Regions from separate parts of the Gossypium hirsutum genome. Here region 1 is linked to region 2. A link is a contact called in public Hi-C data. All regions are on one chromosome and are shown on one strand. The core of a region is the stretch at or near the end of the contact, and the rest is flanking DNA. Distances in the headings are between cores, read along the strand shown. Region 1 holds the start of LOC107949701 (calmodulin-binding protein 60 A). Region 2 holds the start of LOC107949704.

Region 1 (6,932 bases), core at 1,179-3,678, 220 kb after region 2:
TTGGAGTTGTAAGATTCTTGATGTAGAATTTACATCCTTCCCTCCATTCCTTTAAAAAAAGAGCAGAATCGCGTGGTTAGTATACTATGAAGCTAACCCAACTTTCTGTAGAATTTTTTTCCCTTCTTTTAATTGAATTTGTACCTTTTCATATTGTTCAAATGCTTTCTAAAAGCCACTTCAACTTCCTCTTTGACCTAAGGAACATAACATAGTTAATGTACATATGATAAAGAACTACCAAAATATATGGGAGCTTGCCACCGATGGATAAGAATACAAGTTTTTGCTCGCTTTTCCCAGAATAACTTTGAAATTAGATGTCAGACACAATAGCATCGGCATTAGAAAAAGACAATGAAAAACACAACAATATTAGGCAGCATGTCCATCCAGTGAAGCAAAATAGCATTGATATAACATTCACAGAAAGGTTGAGTGAAGATGCCAAGAGAATGTGTTGAACTGAAAAGCATACAAGACATATCTGTATGACAGACATAGAATCGAGTATCAAGAGTTTCAATTATTTTAGAAAGGCCAACTGTCTGTTTTCTATGACAAATTCAGTTTACACCTTCAGTTTTGTTTTATCATGCTTCCTATCTGATCTCAAAGCTTAAGTGAAATAACTAGAGAAAAAGACAGCTAAGTCGAGGAAATATGTTCCCAAGACACATGAAGACAACCAATTTTGTTGCTAAACACAAAGGTGTATATGGTCCAACAAATCTTAATGGGGTTAATGGCTAAGCTATGATCATCAGACTGAAAACATACTTTCAATAATATAGTTAAACCTCCAAACTAAAACTAATTGACACGAAGTGGAGATGTAAGGATCAATGAGATTCTCCATTCTCAACTTCTCCTTATAAAGTGTCCATCTATTTCAATATGTTTGGCTCTATCACGTTGAACTGGATTGTGGGTGATACTAATAGCCAACTTGTTGTCACAATACAACCTCATTGACTCATTCCATTTAACCTTAAGATCATCCAAGATGATCTTTATCCACAAGAGTTCACAAATGCGTTGGGTCATAACCCTAAACTCTGCCCCTGCACTTGATCTTGCCACCACTGTCTGTTCTTTTATTCTTCCATGTCACTAAGTTCCCAAAAGGTAGAGTACAATACCTGGTAGGCGATATACTATCAGTGACATCCAACATTTATATATAGGCCCCTTTGGTGTGCTCCCTTAAGGACTGAAAACTTTGGCTTAATTCCCCATTGTTGGGTAATAAGTTTAGGCCTTCCAATTATAAGGAAAGCCTTAAGGAAAAAACTGCAACATGCAAATGTCAGCGCTGTATGTGTAACCGTATCCAAAATTTTTTACTCCCGTGTCCAAGCAGCGTGGACTATAATAACTGCTAAACTAAACCTCATTAAGCATAGGACACGGTAATTTATGATTTCAACTCTTGAGAAAGGCAAGCTCACTAATACTCTCTTTTACCATGTAAATAAAAATCTACACCTATTATATGCAGGAAAATGATAAATAATGTAGGAGCACTTTTGAAATAACATGATTAAAGAAAGAAACATACCACCCTACGAATTAATGGCTCCAAAACTGGCTCCAGCAAATGCTGGACTGATTGCAACTTCATCACCTCCTGAACCACACTACCATCGTTTACAAACAGATTAGCAACCAGAAGAAACACTATAAAAATAATGCATAATATTAGATGGATTATATTACCAATTCATCACAACACATGGATAGGTGTAAGTGAGGTTCAACCAAATGCCTAATTCAGTTATTTTAATTGGTTACAATATCAGCCAACAACTTTACTAAGAAATAAACTCAGTACAAATATTCACTCATTTAAACTTAAATATACCTAACAAGAAAACCCCAAATTATGCATCAATAAGGGAAAAAAGAAGAATGAAATTAAGGTAAGAAAGGAAAGGCGTGTACTTTCTCAATGTAGGAACCCTTCTCCGTTTATCCTGATCAGGAGTAAAGGCTTCTGAGGGTCGACCCTTAGTACTATCTTCTTGGGGTCTCTTATGAGACATTGTTAAAACTATTAACTCCAACAATGAAAACACCCCCAGAAGCTAAGCTGTTTGGATGGTGATGAGGTTCATTCACAAACACTAAAGAACCCAACATGCGGCACTTCAATTGAAAAGGAAACCAGCAGGAGGAGATACTATTTATTTATTCATTCATCAGTAAATGATAATCAAAGAGTAAATCCAAAAGTGGAAAAAAAGAAGAAGCAAGAGTTAAAACCCTTTTTCCCATCCCACTTTCCTACCCATTGTCTGAATTTGGCTGTGTCTGGGATGCTTCTTCACCCTGAATCTCTTTCATGATCCTGTATTGGCCCTTTCTCTCTCTCTCTCTCTCTCTCGTCTGAGTTTAACACTTTAACTGCTTGGGTAGGTGGTTGTGTTTCTGTGTTGTGTGTTTATATGTAACCAAAGGATATCCGTCTGAATGTGGGACCCCACTGACCCCGTTTTGGAACTAAACAAATCTATAAACATGATGTGCTGTCCTTTCTCTTTTTACTAGGGAATTATTGGAAGAAAGGAAATTTGATTTTCCTAAATTATCTATTAAATTTTAAATTAGCCTCGAGACTTAAAAAATTATTTTCTTTTTCTATTAGCTTGTTTAACATAATTGATTTTAATTTGTTTATTTATTCTTCCTATTTCATATATAGGTTAAATAGGCAATATATGTGGTTTTTTAATTGATTAAATAGGTCGTTTTTTTAAGATTTAGGAAAATAGGTCAATTTTGAAGACTGTTTGTGAAAGCGCGCCTAGCAAGACACGTTTACACACACTCTCCTCAGCCATCAATTTTTTTTATGATTTTTTAGGGTTAAGGTTGGTATTAAGGTTAGATTTTTTTGTTTAAGAATTAGGGTTTTTATTGGGTTTAAGGTTTTGAGAGTGAAACTGTGAAAGTTTATAGGTAGATTTGAAAGATTGGGGATACAAAAACGTATCTCAAAACACATACACTTCATATGTCATGTCAGGATAGGACCATTACCTAAGAAATTCATCTTATATAAGTCAGCTTTCAGGGTGACAATGCTTGATACAATCACGGGTTGAAGTCTAAGTGGAGGTCCTAGTCAACGGTCGTTATGCGGTCACAGGTTTGAGTATAACTGGGGGTCAGTTGGCGGTCGTTATGCAGTCACGAGTTCAAGCTTTTTGGATACCCGCAAATGATGCCTTATATATACCATACATAAGATTGATGCCATAATCATAGGAAAAAATGAAGGGCTTTTCGATGTAATCAATGTAATTTTTTTCTCTATTTCCAAGCAGTTGATATCTTTAACCTTTCATTCTTATCTGAGGGTTGGCATCGAGGTTGACACAAGAGGGCTCTCAAGCGAAAAACGAATGTTCAGGTGGAGTAAAAGTCAAACTTGAGTCGGTGCTACAACAGTTGTAGTTATTAATGATTTTTTACTAACTAAAAAGAGCATCACCTTTACTCCATCGAAATAGTCATTGCCCGCCGAAGAGTCCTCCTACGTCCACGACAATGCTGACCTTCTTCTAAGAAGGAAGGTTAAAGATATCGACTGCATGGAAATGGAGAAAAAAAATTGCGCCGATTATAGCGGGAAGCCCCACAGTTTTTCCTTATGGTTATGTCTTTAAAATTTTGTATGGTATTTATAAGGCAAAATCTTCGGGTGTCTAAAAAGTTTGAGCTCGTGCCCACATAACAACTGTTAAGTGGCTCCCCAGTTATACTCTGACCCGTGACCATATAAAGCATCGTCACCCCGGAACCTGACTTCCACAGGATAGGTTTCTGAGGTAATAGTCTCATCTTGGCAGGATATATGAAATGTGTGTCTCGGAACAATATCACATCACCGAAACTCAAGAATACCTCAAATAGGAATAAATATTATTGACGAAAATTTTGACCACTAAAGTAGGGAAGAAAACTGAGAGAGAGAAATATTTTAAAGTGGAAGGATGATGGTTGAGAAAGATGATGGTTAGGTATGATGGAGTATGAAAGGAGAGACCCTTTTTATAGGCGCGGGGGAGGGGTGAGATTGAAAAGGAAAAAACAACTTATGGTTGAAAACACGTCATAGAAGAGGCGTTTTCATCGAATATTTGAATGATGTGCCTCAAATCTTACCCAAGATTCCAAGGATCAAGGCACTTTGGCAGGCTTTGAATGGTGGCAGATAGAAAGCGAGTTCATCTAGCAAGCTTTTTGGCTGCCACTACGTTTTCAAGCACGCGTATGTTCAAATTGATTATGCTGAAACACATTTTCAAGCACAGAAGATCCTTTCATTATTATTATTCGATGAAAATGTGTTTTGAAGCGCGCCTTCCCTCTCTCTTTGTTCTTTTTTGTTATTAAACTACCGAAGTATTCAGTACTTAGACACAAGCAAATTAGTTCTTTTTTTTAAGAGTTGCATTGCGAGTGTCGTCTACATTTCTTTGGATAACCATCTGAAGATTTTTTGTTCTAAATATTTAATTTTTAAAAAAATGAAATGAGTTGACAAGTGAAATCTGTAATTTATTATAACAGTCAAATTTTCAATACAGACGTCGGGATTGTATTTGTAAGAGCCCAGTCCGTGGAATTGACTTTCAACTGTACCAATCAATTACGTGAGCTACAGACTAGAATCAAGAGGAAAACCGAGGGCTCAAGTTAGGGAAGAATTTCGAGCTTGAAATATAGATATCTGGCATTAGTGGACCCTTTTAAATATGAGCCATTTGATGTTAAAGGCGAGTTAGAGCCGGAGGCGATCATAAATTCGCATTACTCAAGTGGAAATGCTACAATAGAGTTATATGTTGAGTTTGCTGAGGTTGATGTAGCTGTTCAATTTTCGACCAATGTTATGGCTAATGCAAGCACAGAAGCAGAAATGGAAAGTCCTACAACACAGTTGTGCGGTGGGTTGACTGCTTTGTTACAAAACTCCCTTTGTAATGTCCCCGAATCATCAATAGGAAGACATTATTCGGTTTCAGGCACTAATTTCAACTTCGAAGGCCATTATCAGTCGAGGTATGAGCGTAACTTAAACCTCGACACCTGGGCACGACATTCAGTCAGTGCGTTCGATTTTAACTTTGGTGGTTTGATGCCCTAGGGCAAAAGTACTTATACTGGTATGCCATCAACCTACACTGGTTGGAAATCCGATGCAAATGTTGACTGTAACATGGGGTATAGAAGAATTGATGATTTACTCCCTACATTCGTGTCTCTGGACCATGTAACAAACTGAGACCATGCTAACCTGAAACCTTCTAATTGCAAAAAAGCACACGGCCATGTCACATGCCCATGTGTGACACACGGTCGTATGTTATCCCATATGCACAAAAATAAACTTTACAATCGAGTTACCTTAACCCAACTTTTATCTAGGCTATATACATGCAACAACCAATTCTTAAACTTATTACAAGTGCACCAAAATCACATTTAAAGACATAATCCAATCCCATTTCTAACCAATATACCTCAAGGCACCTCAATCACATTCAACTCAAAATGAATCATTTCAATTCATCTAAACATTTCTATCAAACAACAAGTTACAAAAAACATGCAGACATTTATGATAAGGTGTGAATCAGGTTAAATAACAAAGAATAGATTTAAACAATAATGAATCGATTTAAACATAACGACAATCGATTCAAAAGTAGTATTCTAACATTTACCACAAACATATCAGTAACAATTCAATCCTTACAGAAAGTCGAACTACTTGTCACATATTTTTGCCTTCCCCATTCTTTTTTATGCTCCCACATCAACTTTAGCTACGAACATTAGTACGACAATGCACAACATTATTTTTCCAACTAAACTTACAATCAATCGTAAACTCTTACATATTTTGACATTTATTCAATTTAGTCTCTAAAATCGAGACTAACATAATTTCAATTTAGAACCCAAAATTTTAAACCGATTCCACTTTAGTCCTTTGTATACCTCCTATTTCTCATTTTTACCACAAATTTTGAAATTTATACACTTTAGTCCCTGTTGTACAAAACTACAATTTAACTTCACAATTTAGTCATTTTCACAACTAAGCTTAAATTCTAAAAATCTAATACCTAAAATTTCAAAGATTCATCAATGGCATCATTCTAAAACTTTAACAGTTCTAAAAAATATCACATAGGTCAACTATATTGAGCTCTCGGGATTTTGAAAAACATAAAAATTACGAGGAAATGACTAAATTAAACAAACCACTTGAAGCTTTAAATTTTAAGACCCTAAGTTCGATTCTTTCTCCTCCTCCTCAACTTGTTAACTTCGATTTGCATGAATGAAGAGATGAATGGTCTCTTTCCATCCACCTTTGGTTTTATTTTTATTTGTCTTTCATTTTGTAACTAATTATTAAATTACCAAATTAACATTATTAATGTTTAACATCATTTGCCACCGTCTACTAAAATTCATATAGTGAAAACATTGCCACTTTAAGCCCTAATTTAAGTTCCAATTAAAATTTCTCTAGTGATTAAACTTTTACCATTTTTACAATTTAGTCCCTATACCTTAATTAATCACTAATTCGATAAAACTACCTATCCAAAATTCAATTCGCCTACTATATAACTTCTTAAATATTGAATAAAAATTATCTATCCAAAATTCAATTCGCCTACTATATTAACCACTAACTTTCGGGTCGTTACGTGTTTCATATCAAATATTATATATAAAAAATTTCGTACCATATAGATTAGAATTTAAAAAAGACAATTGTGAGTTGAAACACAAATATAAAAAAATTGATAATATTTTATTGAAATTATATTTACATCACAAAAAATAAATGAAAAATATATCACGGCTTCGTCGGGCTGAATGTGTGCCACATGGCAGTGGCTGAC
Region 2 (7,539 bases), core at 3,509-6,008:
GGGCGCAAGGAGGGCGAAGATGAGGGAGATGAGGATAATGTGTCGATGGTGGGACAAGGGTGAGAGAGAGAGTTCGGTACAAGCAGGGAGGATATGTGGCGATGGAGAAGGAAATGAATGAAAGCTGTAAAAGAAAGAAGAAGAGAGACGATCAAAGATGGATGAAAAAAAATAAAAAGTAAAGAGATGGTCAAAGTCAAACTATAAAAAAAAACTTACATTAGCATGAGGTTAAATAAAAACTAAGGTTCTTAAGCACAGATACAATTTTGCTACATCTTTAAATTTTAATGACATGAAATTATTATTATACACTTATTATTTTATGGACTCTTCCTACCATATCATTCATAGTCCCCTTTCCAATTATTTAATGATATTTTAACAATTTTTTCGATATCATTGACACATAATTGAACAAAAATAAAAAATATTAACTTATGGAAAAAAATTATTAAAATTTGTAAAAGAAGAAAATATGTTTGTTTATAATTTAAAAAAATTAATTATTTTAAGAAATTTAATTAAAGTTAAATTAAGTTGGAGAATATATTAAATATAGATGAGTGTATAATAATACTTTATTATCTTTAAAATTTAAAGACGCGGCATTATTTATTGGTGCCTAAAAACTATACTTTTCAAGATGATCCTAATATAATTTATTCCCTAAAAAATTATTTACACGATTGCAATTTGTTAAAATTCAAACCTTCATAAATTCAAACCGCAACTAATGTTTACTGATTAAATCGAAAAAATTAATTATTGAATGATCAAAATAGAATAAAACTAATAGTTTAGTGATATTTTTGTACTTTACCCTAAATTTTTTAACTTGTTTTCCTCATCGATTATAATGGATTATTAATTACTAGGTAAACTACATCCAAATTCACTGAATTATTTAAAAAGTTTATGTTTTAGTCAATTTTAAAAAGTTACAAAATGATAATTGAATTATTTAAAAATTTTAATTTAAGTTATTGAGCTATTAAAATCGCTATTGTATGACATTCTTTGTTTGCACTGCATGCACCAATTGAAAATTATCCTTCCCTTTCTTTTCTATAGTTCAAATTATTTTTTTTATGAAATAACTTTGAACGTTATGAATCTACAAACTAAAATTCAAATAAATTTTTTCTCTATTTTTCGACATTGACTGTTAGATCGACTTGGATTTAAAGTATTTTTTTCTACTCATTGGTGGGTATTGATTTACCTTATCAATTATCAAATCATAGCTTAAAGCCCACTAACCAAACCTTAAAAATACTTTAACAACCCAATAACTTAAATAAAAACTTTTAAATAATGCAATGAAATTTTTTATGTAAAATAGTCACACTCATGTTGCGAGTGAAAGTAAAATTCTTACGTACATATATACATACAGACAGACATACATACATGCATTCATACAAAAATTATTCGTTGAATAAACAATAGGTGAATCGATAAAGGTTTTTTTTGTACAATTTTTCATCAATCGAGTACAACAATTGGATTATTAGCTTTTTATGTAACACTAATGGTATAATTGATTAATTAATTAATTTTAAATCATATTTATCATAATCAAAATATTATCTATAACGTAAAATTAAAAGTTAAAGCACCATTATAAAAATTAAAATACAAATTTTCAAATAAAATATATTAACAATACAAATATTAGACTCTTAAAGAGTTCTAGTCATATAATTATGCAAATTTGATTCTTCGCCATCCCAAGTCGAGCTCCCAAGAAAGAGCAAGATCCAAAATTTTTTACATAAATTTGAACTAAATTTGGTTTTTACAAATTTAATTATTTAATGTTTATGGATTTGGGTTGGTGTAAATTATATATTATTATATTTTGAGTTTTGAGTGTTATATTTATTTGAGATTGGGCTTAGGGAGTTCATTTAGCTTAGGTATAATAGATTTGTATAATATTTTAAATATATATAAATTTAATAGTGTAATAAGTTTTAATCAATCTCTCTAATTGATTCAAAACCAAAATTGATTTAACTAAATTGGAGTGATTCGGACAATTAAGTCAGTTTTAATAGATTTTTGCTCACTCATAAAAGCATATATTAGAGTTCTAGGATTTATATTTTTCTAAAAACAATGTATTTTCAATATTAAAACTTAATAACAAAAACTAAAAATAATTTCTGAGTCGACGAAATACTTCCATTAAAAGGTACCCTTTATCAGATAATTGGGTTCATTTGCATATTGATGATGTTGTTAATTTATCTACAAGATATGCGTCCAATGGGGGAATGGATTATGAGATTTAACCACTTGAGAAAATGCTCTGTCTTTAATATCGAATTATAAGGTATTTTGGATGGTCTTACCTTATTAAAAGAAGCGGGGTTGGAGAGAATTTTGATCCATGTAGATAACCTTGAGGTGGTCCAAGCAATAAAAAGGAACTCTTCAGCTAGTTCAATCTCTATGCTTGTTAGGCGAATCCAAAAGTTGCTACAACATAAAGAGTTTTGGGTAGTTAAACACATTTCAAGGGAGGCTAATTGTGTTATTATTGACAGGATTGCCAAGATGATCTCTACCGATATCGTGGGAGTTAATGTGTTCACAACAACTCTTGTGGAATTATTAGAAGCCACTGATAGCGAGAAATCTAATAGTATTTTTGATATTGTAAACCTAGCTTAAATTATTTTGTTTTTTTTTTATTTTAAAAGAAAATCAATTGGAATGTGATAGTATAATAAATAATAAATGATTTTTTATTGGTTTGAAAGTTTATGTACAGATTAATTATTTGCACTTTAAATTACAGTGTACAATAGCTACAAATAAACAAAAAAGAATAGTACATGTAAAATTCATATGATCATAAGTGTTACTTATAATAAGTCCTTTCAGTTATGTAATATAAAATAATTGTTGTACTAATACATTTACATAAAAAGAATTCTTCAAAATAAAAATATTTATAATTTATTTGGTCAAAAACCATAATTATAACTCATATAATATCAAAATTATTTGAAATTATTTAGACTGTCTACTCAGAATTTGATGAAGAAAAATATAAACTTACAGCATGAATTCAATTACAAATCAATCCAAGAATAAACTTCTTTATCACCTTACTACATGTGATAACATGTTCAACCTGTTTAAATCTGCATGTTCTTTTTCTCCCCGACCTCTTCCATCTTCAGACATCATACTACGACATTAACCCCGATTTATATTCATAATTTGACTTCTTAATAAAAGTCATTATTTATACACACTATTTTAAATATGCTTCAGAAGAATGTAACCACCTTTTTCAATAATATTCCAACTTACCCTTCACCCTCTGTCAGATTAATCTTTTTTAGGCGAGAGATATCACGTTTAATATTTGATTCATTCATTCCCTTTAAAGTAACTAGAAAACTAAAACCCTAACTCAAAATGCATCGAATGTATTGAAAAGTGGGAAAAGGCCAACCCTAAGCTCCATCTGTCTATGCAAACTGCAAACATACAGTGAGTTAAGCACATGAGAACTGAAGAAGTGCCATAAAACCATCTACAATAATAATAAATACATCAAAATCTGACTACTTTGAGTTCCTTTTCAAATGCTTTTTGCATCTCAAAACCAAACACTCCAGATCCAGTCGGAAACAAAGAACGAAAGAAAATAAAAACAGGCAAGCTCCCATAAAATATTTACAATTTAAAAGGAAAGTTGATGCAAATAGAAAGCTCAGTGAAGCGATAGAAGGATTTATTTATTTTTTATAATTTCACCGGCCCAAGCAAAGAGCGGCGTTGATATCGAGCCTCCATGCAAATCCACCGCCGTCCATGCGCCAAACGTCGCAAGGCAGCGTCAAGGAACTCCGCTCCTTCCCGCACGTGTATTGCACCCTTACCTTGCATGTAAACGCCGGGTACGTTGTCGTCATCGGCATCCTTTCCTTCATCACCAACCACACCATCGTTTCCCCTCCAACCATTTCCTTATACGCCCCGTTTGTCCACGTTACCCTCCCCAACCCATCCGATATAAACCCCGGACACGTGTCCCTCCCGAGATTCACCTTCTTTTCCTCGTCTGTACTCCCTAGCCCATCCCCACTCACCCATGTCTCTGTCACGCATTCCACCGTCACGCACGACCCCACTCTCACCGTCTGCCCTCCCATAAACACCTCCTGATCTGCTGACCGTACACCACCACCACCACCACCACCGAGAAAATCCTCCTTTTTATTACCAGCTTCACCGAAGCTTAACCAAAACGGCATCATCTTTTGGACTACTCCATCCTTTTGCTGCTTCAGAATAGACTCTTCTTTGCAGTCAGGGGTTTCAGGGAGAAGTGGCAAAGTAACCCTCTTCTCTTCGTTCAAAACCCTTCTTTTCTTGTTGCACCTCTTTGTATTACTCACAGTGTTACTTTCTTTAGAGAGTCTTCTTTTTCCTCTCCCCGGCTTAGAACAAACCTTAATACTTCCCTGTGGCGAAACCGATCCACCCGTTGCCGGTTTCGGAGCGATCGGTCGGAACCGGAGCATTATCCGGTGCACTTTCGACATATCATAGACCCCATGGCCAGAAGATGCATATCTCGCTATGCAACACCCTCCTCTGCCTTCCATTTTTTTTCTCTCCAGAAATCTCTTCTTTTCTTTTCACTCTGCCTTCTTTAAAATAAATTTTTTTTTCTCTCTCTTTCCCGTGCGTGTCCAGAGACTCTACGATGCGGACGCACTCCATGTTTGGAATAGGAGTGTTGAGATTTATAAGGAGAATGAAAGGGACACGTGTGAGGTTCAACACGTGTGTGAACAGTGAGACGAACAACGCAGAAAAAGGATTGGTCGAGAAACGAAACGTGGCGAAATCCAGAAAAGTTAGGCGGGGATGAGAGTACGGAAAAATGGTCGCAAGTGGACCCCAGCGGAGAGCCAATGGGAAGGGGAGGAGTGTCCCTGGTACCGGCGCCAATAGGAGGCACGTCGATCTCGGTGTTCGCGTTGAACTGCTTGCTTGTCGATCGTGGGAGATAAAAACACAACACGTGGGCCAATGAGAATGGGATAGAGATCTAAACGGTAGGGCTTTTGGGTTTCCATAAATAGTAGGGAAGATGGGCGCCACGTGGATGGTCGGATTATGACGCAGATATCGGTTTTGATTGGGATACGTGACGTCAGAAAAAAATTCTGGTTGAATGCAGGACTTTTCTCTAATTTAAAATTTTCTCTTGTCTCCGTGATTGGAGAAGGGGAAATGACTTGATTTTTGAAAAATACGTAGTTATGTTACGATACTACCCTTCTTTTGTTAATTTGTTTTGGGGAATGACCTTCCTAGCTTTGGCATATTACAAAAATGATTTCTGCTTCTGTTTTCCAAGTTCAAAATTGGTTAGGATCAGTCTATGACTACGACTGCTGCCTTCTTCTTATTCACAACCTCTAAATCCTGAATGCCTACTCTTTATTGGCTCCATACACCTCCATGTGTCCAACCCTAGTTCGATAATTTCAATACTTTTGGATTCCACTTTTTTTATTCAATAATTTATATAAATCTTTTTTAGGCTTAATTTCTATTGTTAGACATTTATTTTTTTAATGTTTGTAAAATTTAAAAAATATAATTCTGTAAAAACATGAAAAATTTAATGCGGTTAAGAGATGATATCTAATGTACAATTGATATATAAGTCTTATGCACCATTGATAAATAATAACATAACATCTTTAAGGACAAAACTAAAATATTTTTTTTGGTAAGATCGAAATTAAGTTTTATATTTTTACGATAGTAAAAATGTAATTTCACTATTTTAATAATCTATATTTTTATAATTTCTAAAAAAAAATCATGACTACTGTCATAAATATTTTCGTCACTATTTTATTTGTAACAATTATCACAAAGTTGTCATAATTATTCAAAAAAATTTAATTAAACTTTTGAAATTAGCAATTGTGACAAAAATAAATGATCAAGAATATTCAATACACTAAAATTGTAAGCAATTGTAACAAAAAAAAAAATGATCATATAAATATTCAGTTTTTTAACCAAAATTTCAACACTGAAATTGCAAGCAATTGAAGAAAAAGAAATAGTCACAAATATTAAAAGAAATTTATCAATTTTTTGACACTAAAATTGTAATCAATTGTGACAAAAATCATTGAATCTACTGCGCCAACTTAGAAAATCATTAAAAATCAATTTTATATTTTTAAAATATTTTAATCCGCAGCACCCCAAGGATCTTAGAAATGAAACAATATAAAATTTATATTTCTTTAACAAAAATTTATTTATTTTAAATGAAATAAAAAGATTGTATATACATTATAGAAGCAAACATTTAAAAAACCAAATCATACCAGAAAAGGCTAGAACGCAAAACATATGGTTTAATTAGGCAAATATGCCATTTCCATAATGAAAGGGTTTTAGACCGTTTTTCTCGAAATTTAGAGAAATAGGCCATTTGTAGAAAGAGAAAACGAAAATGAGGCGTTTTCAGCTGAGGTGGCAACAGGGAGACTAAAAGCACGTCCTAACATTTCCTGATGGATGCATTTTTGTCCCAGCTAAGCGTGTCCCCCACGACACATTTCTTAAATCCATGACCTTAAAAAAAATCCTAAACCCTCACCCTACACCCGGGAATCTCGAGATGAAATTTGAGAAGCCCGGGATAAAATTCACACATCAGTTCCAATCTTTTCCGTGGTAGATAATAATGTTATATTTAAAAACTTTTCAGAAAAATGCATCTTGTTAGAAGCATTTTTTTACTTGTCATGATCAATCCTTTCTAACATTTTGAAATTATATTTCATATTCGCTGGTATAATTTCCTATAAATTGAAGACATTCTGTGTAAAGGTTTTCATATTTCGAGCATATTGTTTTCATAAGGAAGTTTGCATAAGGAGGCCATTGTTGATGCTAAAAATCTGAAATTTAAAAATCGACCCAACAAAGTAAATTAGTTCAAGTAAGTGTCTTTGTTTTAATTTGGATAATGAGTACTTATTTTTCTGTATGATGTTTTCATTTTAAACATGTGTAACAGGTTATTTGGGTGAAGATGAGTAGACAGATTAGAGTCGTTATTTATTACAACGATCAAATTTGTGACACCGATATTGAGGTCGTTTTTGTATCAACCCAATTTGTAGAATTGGATTTCAATCAGAGCATAAAATTGAATGTGCTTCGGTAAAGAATTAGAAGGACAGTGTCGACTTCAAGTCGGAGGAGAATTATAAGCTTAAAATATAGATATCTAATGTCACTGAACCCTATTAGATATGATATATTTGAGGTCAAAGGTGACATGGATGTCGAGGCGATGCTTGATAGGCATTGCTCTAGTGGAAATACTATACTAGAGTTATATGTCCACTTCGTCGATGTCGAGAAAAGTGGTATGAGTTCGACAACAGTTTTAGTAAATCAGGAACAAGAAGTAGAAAGTCCAGCCACACAATTGTGCGGTAGTTTCATAGCATTGTTACAAAACTC

What was found. A called contact is a pair of places that touch in the nucleus more often than the background predicts.
Region 1: a Hi-C map of hypocotyl shows a contact between it and region 2, with 2.4 times the contacts expected there. The contact joins the promoter of LOC107949701 here to the promoter of LOC107949704 in region 2. A contact is called at or near these places in 8 of 34 Hi-C or Micro-C datasets (hypocotyl, leaf, petal and 1 more).

Annotation. Positions count from the first base shown.
Region 1 is chrD03:41,764,333-41,771,264 of Gossypium_hirsutum_v2.1, forward strand. LOC107949701 (calmodulin-binding protein 60 A) reads right to left here and starts at 2,429. Exons shown (of 7, transcript XM_016884434.1): 1 at 2,291-2,429; 2 at 1,562-1,640; 3 at 145-197; 4 at 1-49. The coding sequence starts at 2,346.
Region 2 is chrD03:41,538,020-41,545,558 of Gossypium_hirsutum_v2.1, forward strand. LOC107949704 reads right to left here and starts at 4,759. Exons shown (of 1, transcript XM_016884443.2): 1 at 3,573-4,759. The coding sequence starts at 4,634. The coding sequence ends at 3,777.